Regions from separate parts of the Mus musculus genome. Here region 1 is linked to region 2. The links are chromatin contacts, called in public HiChIP or PLAC-seq maps. All regions are on one chromosome and are shown on one strand. Each heading gives the region's core, a stretch centred on a gene start, on an enhancer-like site or on the middle of the called end of the contact. The rest is flanking DNA. Distances are from core to core; before and after follow the strand shown.

Region 1 (5,717 bases), core at 2,295-4,794, 100 kb after region 2:
AGGCTGGGACTGAAGACACCATGGAGACCAGTGGCAATCTTGGCAGTAGAATGAGAGATTAAAGCCACCATTTATTACAATGTTGGATTTGTTGGCTCCCGGGTTTATCTTTTCTTCTATCCTAGATACTCCTTGTCACCCTGAATTCTTACCTTCTGTTTCCAAACAGTAAGAGTTACAGCAAACAATTGGTCTCTGTCATGATGCAAATGAAGAAGAGCTGTGTGTGTGTGTGTGTGTGTGTACACAAAACCGACAGTGACGAAAACCTCAAAGTAACCTGGGGGTGTGCGTGTGGGACCAACCTAAGTGAATCCCAGCAGACAAGATGGTCTAGTCATGTCTCCATTTTTTGTGGAGTTTCTCTCCCCCCCGCCCCCCCCCCCCAAAGACCAGGAGCCCTGCTATTTCAGGGCTTTTTTGGCCTCTGATATTCTCTTACTCAAGATATGAAGGTGAGCCTGCCATTTGGCCACATTAGGGAAAGCTAAACAACTATAACAAATCACCCCCAAATCTTAGAGGCTCCATACAATGTTTATTTCTTGCTGGGGCAAACACTACACACTTAGCTCTGTCTTCATGCTACCTTGGGAGCCTAAGGTGCTTCCATCTGCCACTGCCTGCAGTGTAATCCTGGACTGGACAAAGAACTTCACTTCCATGAACTCAAATTCTTCACTTACAGGATGGAGCTGGTGTCCCTGCCCACGTAGCACATAGCACTATTGTGGCTGTCAGTGCTTAATAAATAATCATTATAATTATAAAAGCAATTGGCATTTATTAAATTCTTATTAAAGGCATATTGCTGTATATTTGATGGACATTATTTCACTTAGTCCTATGATAACACTGTCACAAAGTTCTACTACTATTGCTCTAGCTAAAAGGTGGGAGGGATATTTACACTCAGATATGAAATACAACTGTAGTGTATCTGCCCCCCCCCCCCCCCCCCAAAATCAGGCTTTGTATCTTACTGATCTTCCTTTTAGCAACACGATTGGCCCAGACGTAATGAACATTCCCCACCTCCACTCTGGTATCCAGCCTCATGTCATCTTAGAGAGCGTGCTCAGGGCTCAGAGCACAATAGATGCTTAGGAAATAATTGTCCAGTCTGTGTGATCTGCCTTCACACTGCAAATTACTATGGGGAAAATAGTCCCGTGTTATTTTCTTTTTCTCTTCAGAGCTATACCAAAATCACAGGTGCAACGCAGAGGGCCACTGAGTCCAGAATGTTGACAGCCTCACAGCCCAGAGTGGAGAAACCTGCTAGCTGCAGTCTGTCAGCTTTCCTGGTGAAAGCCTGGAGCGGGCTGATGCCTGCTCCCTCTTGGCCAGTTCCCAGGCATGTGGGTCGCCTATACAAGTCTTAATCAAGTCATCATATCTAGCCAGTGTCTCCTGGATCCCGTCACTTCTGAATGAGAAAAAAAATTGCGGACAAATTTCTATCAGCAGGAAGTTGGTGCTCTCCTGCGAGGCTGGATGAAAAGCCCCTGTGACGTCAGCAGTCTCCTGCCTTCCCACGCCTGCTGCGAGCTTTGAAGCTGCGGGCTTCTCTGTTTATGCCCCTAGCAGACCACCTGCCCCTCTGAGTCCCGTTCAGGCCCCACAACTGCTTGGGCTGCTCGGGATGAGCCCAAAGCGTCCTAATTATGGACATTGCTGGCTTGTTCTGGTCAAGTAAGAAGGGTCTGCCCCACATCAAGAAACTCACCGGCACCAGCGAACCCTGGCCTCGCCATTGTCCCCGCAGTAAGGAGCATTTGATTGAGGGCCAGGACAGTTTGCTGGAACTTATAAAAGCCCTGTTTGAAGGAAGGGGCTGCCTGGCCTCCCTCTACACGACCGATACTTTCCAATTTGTAATAAAGACTGTGAGAGATAAACCAAAAACACTGCTCGCGCTTCATCAGATTTTTTTTTTTTTTTTTTTTTTTTTGCGTCCTTCCCAACAGAGTTTTGCTGGAGAAAAAGAGCTGAGGGGATAAAGATATTGCTAGAGCTTAATGCCATAAATCTGATTAATCTACCTTGTGACAGTCGTCACAAAAAAGTTAAGGGTCAGAGTCTTGCCTGAGACCTGACCTTTCACCTGCAGCCAAGGCGGTCACAATGGGGGCCTACAGGCCTTTCACCGCTACCTGCTGCTTTGGACAATGCAATTGGACACAGTGTTCAACAAGATGGAGAATACCTCAGGGCCCAGTCCCTTCTTCTGTCTGTGGACAGCAAAGCATCCAGGACAGCATATTCACTTTCCAGATGGGAAGAGACAGGAGCCACCTCTGGGATTCAGGGACAGAAAACACAAATAGACGACTCTCCGTGGTGCATTTGCAAACTTACATTTAATGTCTTATAGAATATTTAAAGTTAATCAAGTCTGGGTCCTTTGCTAAGGAAACATGAGGGTCCACGATGCTCTTCATACAGGATGCAGTCAATGCCTAAGATGGTGAATCGTCCTTCCTGCCTGCTCATAGGGGGACTAATGGGCACTTGTAATAATACATTACACAAAGGAAGATATACAAGAAAAGAATCTAGATCTCCTAGTCTGGGGAAAGCGGACCGAGCCTCGCGTGACTCTTTTGCTTCCGTTCCACTTTTTTGTTTTGAGACAAGGTCTCCAACGACTTTGAACTTTTTTTTTTTAAAGATTTATTTATTTATTTATTTATTTTATGTATATGAGTACACTGTAGCTGTACAGATGTTTGTGAACTCAGGACCTCTACTCGCTTTGACCCAGCTGGCTCCAGCCCTGCTCATTCCAGCCCAAAGATTTATTTATCATTATTTGTAAGTACACTGTAGCTGTCTTGAGACACACCAGAAGAGGGCGTCAGATCTCATTATGGATGGCTGTGAGCCACCATGTGGTTGCTGGGATTTGAACTCAGGACCTTCGGAAGAGCAGTCAGTGCTCTTACCTGCTGAGCCATCTCACCAGCCTGACCTTGAATTCCTGATCTTTCTGCCCCTACTTCCTAAGTCCTGGCTGTCCAGGCAAGAGTCACTACATATGGCTTTCATCTTTTGTTCGTTTTTGTTTGTTTGTTTGTTTGAGACAGAGTTTCTCTGTATAACCAGCTCTGGCTGTCCTGGACTCACTTTGTAAACCAGGCTGGACTCGAACTCACAGAGATCCTCCTCTCTCTGCCAACCAAGTGCTAGTATCAAAGACGCGCCCCACCACGCCCAGCTGGCCTGAATCTCTTAAATTTCATCAGTGCACCCGAGGAATGGTGAAGAGATCCATGCCCCCTCTATTGACGTTCGCATTCACGTTTTCTTTAAAAAAAAAAAAAAAAAAAAAAAAATTCCTCAGACTGAGCAGTCTGAGCAAGTAAGGCTCTACTAGCTTATCTAAGCGCCCCGCCCCCACTTGCCAGTTGCGGTAGTGCGGTCTGCGAACAGCTAAGACACTTCCCAAGGTTTCTGTGTCCCCGCATGTTGCCACCCTGTGCTGCCAGCAACGCTTGCAGCTTTCTGGTTTTGTATTTCATCTCAGCCTTAGCAGGATGTGTGAGCAGAGAGAGCATCTGGCAGAATGGCACCGCGAAATGGGAACCAGACGCTCGGTCGAGCGCCACCGAGAGCTGTTTATCCGTGGAATTAACCTTTTGTTCTGCGTTTGCTCTGTGGTAGGCTTGCACTGTGCTTTTAAATTCGCACCCTGCCCCGTGTCTCCAAGAGGCAGCCTGGTTCTGCTGAGTCAGCGCTTCTCGGGCCTGGCAGAGGCGACTCGGAGCAACTGGTAGCAAGAAAAGCTTGCAGCAGCCCCCTCTGGCAGTCACCTTTGGCTCCCTGTAGATTTACGACGGCAGCAGATGGGCCCAGGTGGACTCAAGTGAGAGTCTCAGACAGGCCCAGTTCCTCTGACTACTGTAATTGTGTCTAGACCAGAGGGAAGGCGCGCACACCTCCTGAATGCACTTTGAAACAACTCAAAAGTGTGAAAGGAATTTACTACCACAGGAAGGTCTGGTCCAGGCAAGACACCAGAATGGGTCCAGAGGAAAGGAGGGAAAGCAGGAAGGAAGGAAGGGAGGGAGGGAGGGAGGGAGGAAGGAAGGAGAGGGGGAAGGAGAGAAGGAGTGAGAGGGAAGGAAGGAGAGAGGGAGACAAGAGCTAAATTAGCCCAGATACCATCTTCCCTACCAGTCTGACTCGCAGGTAGTAATGCTTACTGATAGTCAGGCAGATTACTTCTCATGATTCAGCTCTGCGAGGGACAGCCTACCTTCGTGTGTCCGTCTGGAGGATCAGATGGTGCTGGGCATAATACCAGGGGAGGTGGCAGCAGTAATCCATGATCTTGATAGGTTTACATGGAAGCTCCCTCCAGATAGGAAACAGATCAAAGGGCCCCGGCTCTGGTTAAAGAACTAGGTGGCCAGGGGCCCAACGTCCTGCTACCTTGCTTCCCCCTTTCTCCATCAGTGGGCCCACCTAAGGGGAGACCCCTGAGAAGAGTTAGTTCTAGCAGCAGTACAAGACACCCTAGGTGAACTGTATTTCTGGGTTTTCCACCAAAGGGGATCATAGGTTGCTGGGGTCAGAGGAGAAGAAGAGGGAAGCAAGCTTGGGGCTGGGGGTCTCCCTGTGGCAGATACACATTTCCAGGCTATAGCGTGCTGCATGTGACCAAAACTTCCTTGAACTGCACCCGTGGCCCCACATCCAGATAACCAGGCTTCATCTGGGTGCCATGTGTCTGGTGTCTCAGAGATTTCATTTTAACATTGAAAATATAAACATCACAGTAAGGGGAAGGCTTCATCTAGTCACCTTATGCTTATGAAAAAGGTTTTCTTGTGACTTACAGACAAGAAAACTAGATAATAAGCTGTGTGTTCTCCAAGAGGCTTAGAGCTTGGTGCTGGTGTTCAATAGGACAAACTTGACATTTGGGAAACTACATTTTAGTGACGAAATTGGTGAGAGGCTAAGATAGCATTTGAATAGATGAAAAAAAAAATGTGAGCAAAATACTGTTTCGGAAGAGCATCCAGTCTGGCAACTTATTACCAAATGCTGGCATCTGGAGAGATCTGATTTGACAATTTGGTTGAGAAAAAAAAAAAAAAAACAGAGATGGACTTGAAAAACAAGAAGGGATTTTTACGTGGCCCAGGAAAGCTGTCCCCCAAATTCCAAGGATCCAGAGTTGATCATCCATAGAGTTCAGGTAATGTAAAGGGCAGAGGGGGTCCAGAAATATCCTAGAAGGGTGTCTGGGGAAGAAGAGAGGGAAAGCTCTTCAGTGAACTCCACAAGGCAGTCAGCGGTGGAGGGAAGAAGGCCAGAGAGAGCTGCCAGCGGCTGTGATGTGGCCGTATGGCCGAGAGGAAATGGCTCTCCCAACCTGCTATTAAAGCAGCTGTGGTCAGACCCATGGTGACAGCTCAGTGCTGGCATGGAGCACAAGATGCTGGCTGGCCCTGGCCATTAGGATTAGTGGGAAGACAGCTCTCCCAAGCCCTGGCTGGACCTGGATACACTCTGCAAACTCACTCTAGTGCTTAACTGCTCTGTACCCACCTAGTCTCTCCCTGCCTGGATGGCTGATGTTATACCTTCCTTTCTACAGCTAAAATCTTGCTTAAACCTGCCACCCTCCTACAGGTTTGCACAAAGTAAAACATTCAGACCTTAAATGCTCAGTGAAGTTTGACAAATGAATGTGCCCATGTGAT
Region 2 (5,183 bases), core at 2,521-5,020:
CATGGCAGGTTTAAATTTACCCCCTTCTTCACCATAAAGCCAAATAGAATAGTCTGAGCTAGAACCCCGTACTGTACACTCAGTATAAATGGAAACTTTGGGACAATTCTTATTAATAGTTAGTAAACCAATAATCATCACACATATGTTGAGAGATGGCTGCAAACCTATTCTTGATGGCTTTTCTCATGTATGTGTTCTAGGAAGTGAGGAGACCACCCACTGTTTGGGGTCGGTCGTATAGAACTCTCCCTTGGTAAAGAAAATAATGATCCAGGGGTAGAAACGAGTCATGCAAATTAATTGCTACCCATTTCAGCTACTCTGATATTGTGACTTGGAGACTTTAGAGTTGAACCTGGGGGAAAGCAAGGGCATGGCTGAATTTCCTCAGTGGTAATTTTAGTATCCACAGTCACGCTGGGAAGGCCCTATCAAAACGACACAGTCTCCGGGCAGTGGTGGCACACACCTTTAAACCCAGCACTTGGGAGGCAGGCAGATTTCTGAGTTCGAGGCCAGCCCCGTCTACAGAGTGAGTTCCAGGACAGCCAGGGCTACACAGAGAAACCCTGTCTCAAAAAAAACAAAAAACAAAACAAAACAACAACAACAACAAAGACACAGTCGTGAGCCTTGTCCCTCACTCCATCATGAAATGAAGATGGGACACACACCAGATTTTCTTTTTTCTTTCAGCTCCATTGGCTCAGAAGCAGTGCTAATGTAACCAGAGTTTAGGTTCTCAGGTGCTCCAAGGTATTAAATACTTAGCATTAAGTAGCATAAAAATAAATAGAAAAATGGTCAACCTGCAAAGTGCTAAACGTGATACTCTGTCTTTGCCTAAGTATATTATGAGAAATGAAAACAAACAAACAAACAAACCTGTCCTCTGAGGGAGGGGTTGTCTGTGGAGGCCAGGAGCCTAGGACCTTCCATGATATATGTTTAAGCACCAAATTAGAAAAGAAAAGAGAAGAAAAGAAAAGAAAAGAAAAGACCTCAAACATACATAGCTTCAATAACTCCATGATAAATGGTTCTTAATAAATTGGAGCTGGTTATTTCTGTCCCTAGTCTTGTCAAAGAAGAGGACTCTACTTTTAATCACATTCTGTTCCTGGAAATTCCATCCTAGGAAATGTTCTATTTGATTCTCCTAGTCTCCTGGAAGGGCAGCCAGCATGAAAGTCACAGGAAGGATAGAATAGGTATTTTGGGGGTGGGAGTGACATCAAACAAGAGTGGCAACAACTGGAGCATGATTAAAATCATCACCTTAGTAGGATACACAGTTTAGTAGGACATTTGGTCTAGTTGGCTTTCGAAGAATGAGGTGGTCGTTACAGCAGAGGTGACTCACTGAGCCCCATAGGGCAGTATTGAAGCATCACCAGGTTAGAAACCAGTTCCTTAAAATGGAGCTCACTGGGCTAGTCAAAGCTTTCCCCTCCCTTTACCTGGGCCCTTCTTTCGCCAGCACATCTTGTTCTAGAGTAAGGAATAACTATTACAGGCAAATTTTCTATTCCTCTGTTCTTCTCCCAACAGTCAGAGGAGCACCAAGTGCCCAGGACCAGGAGTTTAGCATCAACTGGCTCAAAACCAGGGACCAAATTAGAGATGAGTTTCCTCTCCAAATCTGAAGGGCCAGGGACACTCAGGAGCAGAGAGCCAGAGGCCAGTCATCAGGGGACTCACTGAGCCATGCCAATCTCAGCATTCCACAGTTTAAATACCATATTTAGACTTAAATGTTTGCTTTGTGAGCCAGGCTGGCCCAGGCTCCCAGCAGAACGAATGAAGAGATAGCAACAGACTTTGTTGGGAGTGGGGAAGTGAGGATATATCCAAATGTAGGGTGAGAGTCTTTCCCCTCATGTCCTCTGAGCGCTGTTGGTACTAGAACAAAGCCATTAGAATCTTTGAAAGGAGGCTGCTCTTTGGTCCCAGACCAGGTGGTGAACACTAGACAGGTATGCTGAGATCTGAGTGCAAACCTCCTGAGTGACCTGGGATGGTTTTCCTTAGGAAAAGGCCCAGAGGCCAGGCTCAGAATCACCTGCCTGCCATTAGCCTTGGAAGAGATCATCCCACAGATGCCATCTCTCCCCACCAACTTGGCAGTCTAGTCCTGTGTGAGAAGCTTAGGAGTTCTCTTGGATCAGATGAACTGCACACAACAGCTTTCTCTCTTCCTGCAGAGGGAAGCCAGTGACCCCCAAGAAAAGGACTGTGGCGTACCCCCTCACTCCTCTCCAGACACATAATAGCAGGCACAACAGTTTTCTTGATACTGCCCTTATATCTGCTCCTGTTTCTTAGGAAAAGAACTCAGGTCATTAGGAGAGGAGACAGGACTACATTTCCAGCCATTCTTGCGGCTAGAGTGGTCAATGAGATCCAAGCAGAAGTCCCAGGTGGTCTGTAAGGGGGCTGACTTATTGGATGGAGCACCATGGTGACCCTTGCATTTTGGCACGTTCTTTCTGGAAAGCACTGAGAAGGCAGGGGCTTACATGGTCATCGTAGTCCGTGAAGCAATAGAGCCAAGAGAAAGGCGTGCTCTAGGATGCTTGGCGATCCTGTGGACTGCAGCCTCTCTACAAATGTCTTCTTAGACATCTTTGCCAATTATGCCCCAATTTGGCAAAAGTCTCGGTGACTAGGATTTGGTTGGTCTAGGCCAAGCCGACTTCCCTACACATACTCAAAAGTGAGCCCCTGATGCCTGAAGACACACATGTGTCAGCTGTGGGCTAGGGGGTCAAGCTGATGCTAGGCTTAGCAAGGGCAAGATGATAAACAGCAAGCGTCTGTATTTGATAAACCGTGTCGCTTTACACATACCATGGACCCCTTGGGAAGCACTCAATCTATAGCCTGTTGGGGGAACTGACTAAATTAATTTAGTCTGTGCCTTAAAACAACAGTCTTAAAAGAAAGAAAAATTCACCTTAAATTAGGGATCAGTTTGAGCCTTCTGGCTCTGAGCTAGGAGCCAGAGATGCCCTGGAGGCTGGGGGAACAAGGGGGGAGGAGAGTGGCTTCTTGGGCAGCCTCTTTCAAGTGTCTCCATCTTTGGACCCATAGGGGGCACTAAGGAACTGTGGATTTTGTCTCCTTTCTGGCAGAGATTTGTGTTAAGACCTCAAGACCTTCAGTCATCCCTAGAGGAGCTGTGGGAGAGGGACAAGGGCTAGCTTGGAACAGCACTAGGTTCTAGTAGGTGGATTGAAGCCTCTCACCTCCCATCATGCTTAAAGATCTAAAATGTTAAAAAAAAAAATCTGATTCAAAAGTCCGAAGACAAAACCACTGACCCTTCAACCCACCACAGGGACAGCTGGACGCTTTCCTCCCGACCCCCATCTTAGACTAGGAAGAGGCCTGGGAGACCACTCATTTGGCAGCTGAACACAGGAGGCCCACAAGACTAAGTGATTAGCACAAAGTGAAGCCAGTCAGAAGCCGCTGCTCTGGGACAGTAATCTTCCTGCTCCAACTCCCAGTCTAGCGTTCTACACCCCCCCCCCGCACCCCCCTCCCCAGGCCCTCCACTGCCTGGGCCACATTTGTTTTCTTTTCCGGGCCCTGGGGGACTCTGGCAGGGCTGGGGGTCTGATGTGAACTGGAATCTGTTCAATTTCACCTCTCATTGCGCCTGCCAGCTTGCCAGCTCCGCTGACGGAGGCAATTAGAACCAGACATCCCACAAGGGCATTCCAGGAAGCTCTCTTAAAATTCCACAGCGGCTGGGGACTTGCCTTTTCCTGCAGGGATCATCTGGTGTGTAAATAGCAGCTAGTTGTGTAAGACAGGAGATGGGAGGATGGATCACGCGCATGCACAACACACACACACACACACACACACACACACCCACACACACACACACACACACACACACACACACACCTCCCAATACACATTCATCCAGACAGAGAAACATAAATAATCCCAGCAACCCTATTACTTTTAACCTCCTGAAGGGAGAAGTTAGGAATTTACAGGCCTCCCCGGGGAGCATCTAATTGCTTGCTTCCGGGGATGGCTGCTGTGTTTGCCTTGGACGGTGGGTGGCAGGGACGCTGAGGATCTAGGGCAAGACATCCCAGGCTCTCTTCTACCCCCTGCAGATGGCTATTCCCCCACTCTCTCCCCTGAGTTCTCAGGGGTAGGCTTATAGGGGTTGGAGGTCAGTTTAGCTAATACGGAGTCATATATATCTACCCGTGGTCTCGATGAAGCCACAAAGAGGAAATGGTAACGTGAAACTCCGACTCAGAAGTTGTCCGTTTCCTCTAAACCCACTTTAAACCCCAGCATTGGAAGCAAGGGCCCTGGGGCCTGGGGCCAACGGGAGCCCTGTTTCCCCAGCTTCCAGTTTCTCCCTTGTCACTTGAAACCTTGCTTTGGCCAACAATGTGCTACTGTGTAAGTAGACCCACAGAACCTTTTGTGGAAGGCACTGAGAAAGGGCTTAAAGGTATGGGGAAGACAGCTGGGGAAGTTATGTCTACTTCCTCTCACCCTGGGGGTGGGGGGTGCAGCTTCTCATAGGGACTTAGCCAAGGCTAGAGGGAATGTCCTTCTGTCGTGTCTACATTCCCCGAACTGTAGGGCCCATCTCTGTTCCTCAGCCTGGGGTGCTGTCATCACCAGAACACAGCCCCTCCCAGCCCCTCCTCTAACACTGGATATTGGCGTAAATATCATCTCTGAGTAGGAACAAAACAATTCCTAAGAACTAAACCAGCGTTTGATTACCACGAGGTTTAACAGACAAGCCGACCAACCCAAACAGCCTTTACAAATATGTCCTGGGTTTGGGGATGAAGTGGTGACTAATCACCAACCCATGGGTTTAGGGGTGTTTTCCTTTTGAAACAGGGTCTTCACTGTGTGTCCCAGACTGAATCTTCCTTCCCATCTCACACTCCCAATGCTGGGGTCACAGATGTGCCACCAACCCTGGCTCCCGATCCTGCATTCCGTGACATGTTACTGATTGAGTTTTCCTCGCTGCTTTCCGTTTTCCAGTGATCCGTATTTCATGACATCTCTTAGGTCTCTGTCTGTGTTCCAGATGCAGCTGGAATCACCAGACCGGCACTCAGGGCGGGGGAGGGAAGGGTGAGGATTCATTGAGCCAACTGGCTGGTGGTTTTCGTGTTGGG

What was found. HiChIP or PLAC-seq counts read pairs in DNA pulled down with a chosen protein or histone mark.
Region 1: an H3K27ac HiChIP or PLAC-seq map of trophoblast stem cells shows a contact between it and region 2, with 2.2 times the contacts expected there. The contact joins two enhancer-like sites. A contact is called at or near these places in 14 of 484 Hi-C or Micro-C datasets (the G1E-ER4 cell line, cerebellum, cerebral cortex and 9 more), 6 of 115 datasets of contacts at active chromatin or transcription factors (differentiating embryonic stem cells, embryonic stem cells, epiblast stem cells and 2 more) and 1 of 9 other capture datasets (embryonic stem cells).

Annotation. Positions count from the first base shown.
Region 1 is chr16:29,835,912-29,841,628 of GRCm38.p6, forward strand. The region is part of intron 2 of Gm32679 (a long non-coding RNA gene); the gene reads right to left. Among named protein-coding and RNA genes, the nearest start is that of Gm32679, 11 kb to the right of the region's middle. Within about 2 kb of position 3,545, at least 133 of the 459 cell types and tissues checked have an H3K27ac peak or open chromatin away from gene starts, as enhancers often do. A contact at or near this core is called in the G1E-ER4 cell line, differentiating embryonic stem cells, epiblasts and 1 more, where this site is marked.
Region 2 is chr16:29,731,396-29,736,578 of GRCm38.p6, forward strand. No RefSeq gene overlaps it. Among named protein-coding and RNA genes, the nearest start is that of Gm46567, 80 kb to the right of the region's middle. Within about 2 kb of position 3,771, at least 151 of the 459 cell types and tissues checked have an H3K27ac peak or open chromatin away from gene starts, as enhancers often do. A contact at or near this core is called in the G1E-ER4 cell line, differentiating embryonic stem cells, epiblasts and 1 more, where this site is marked.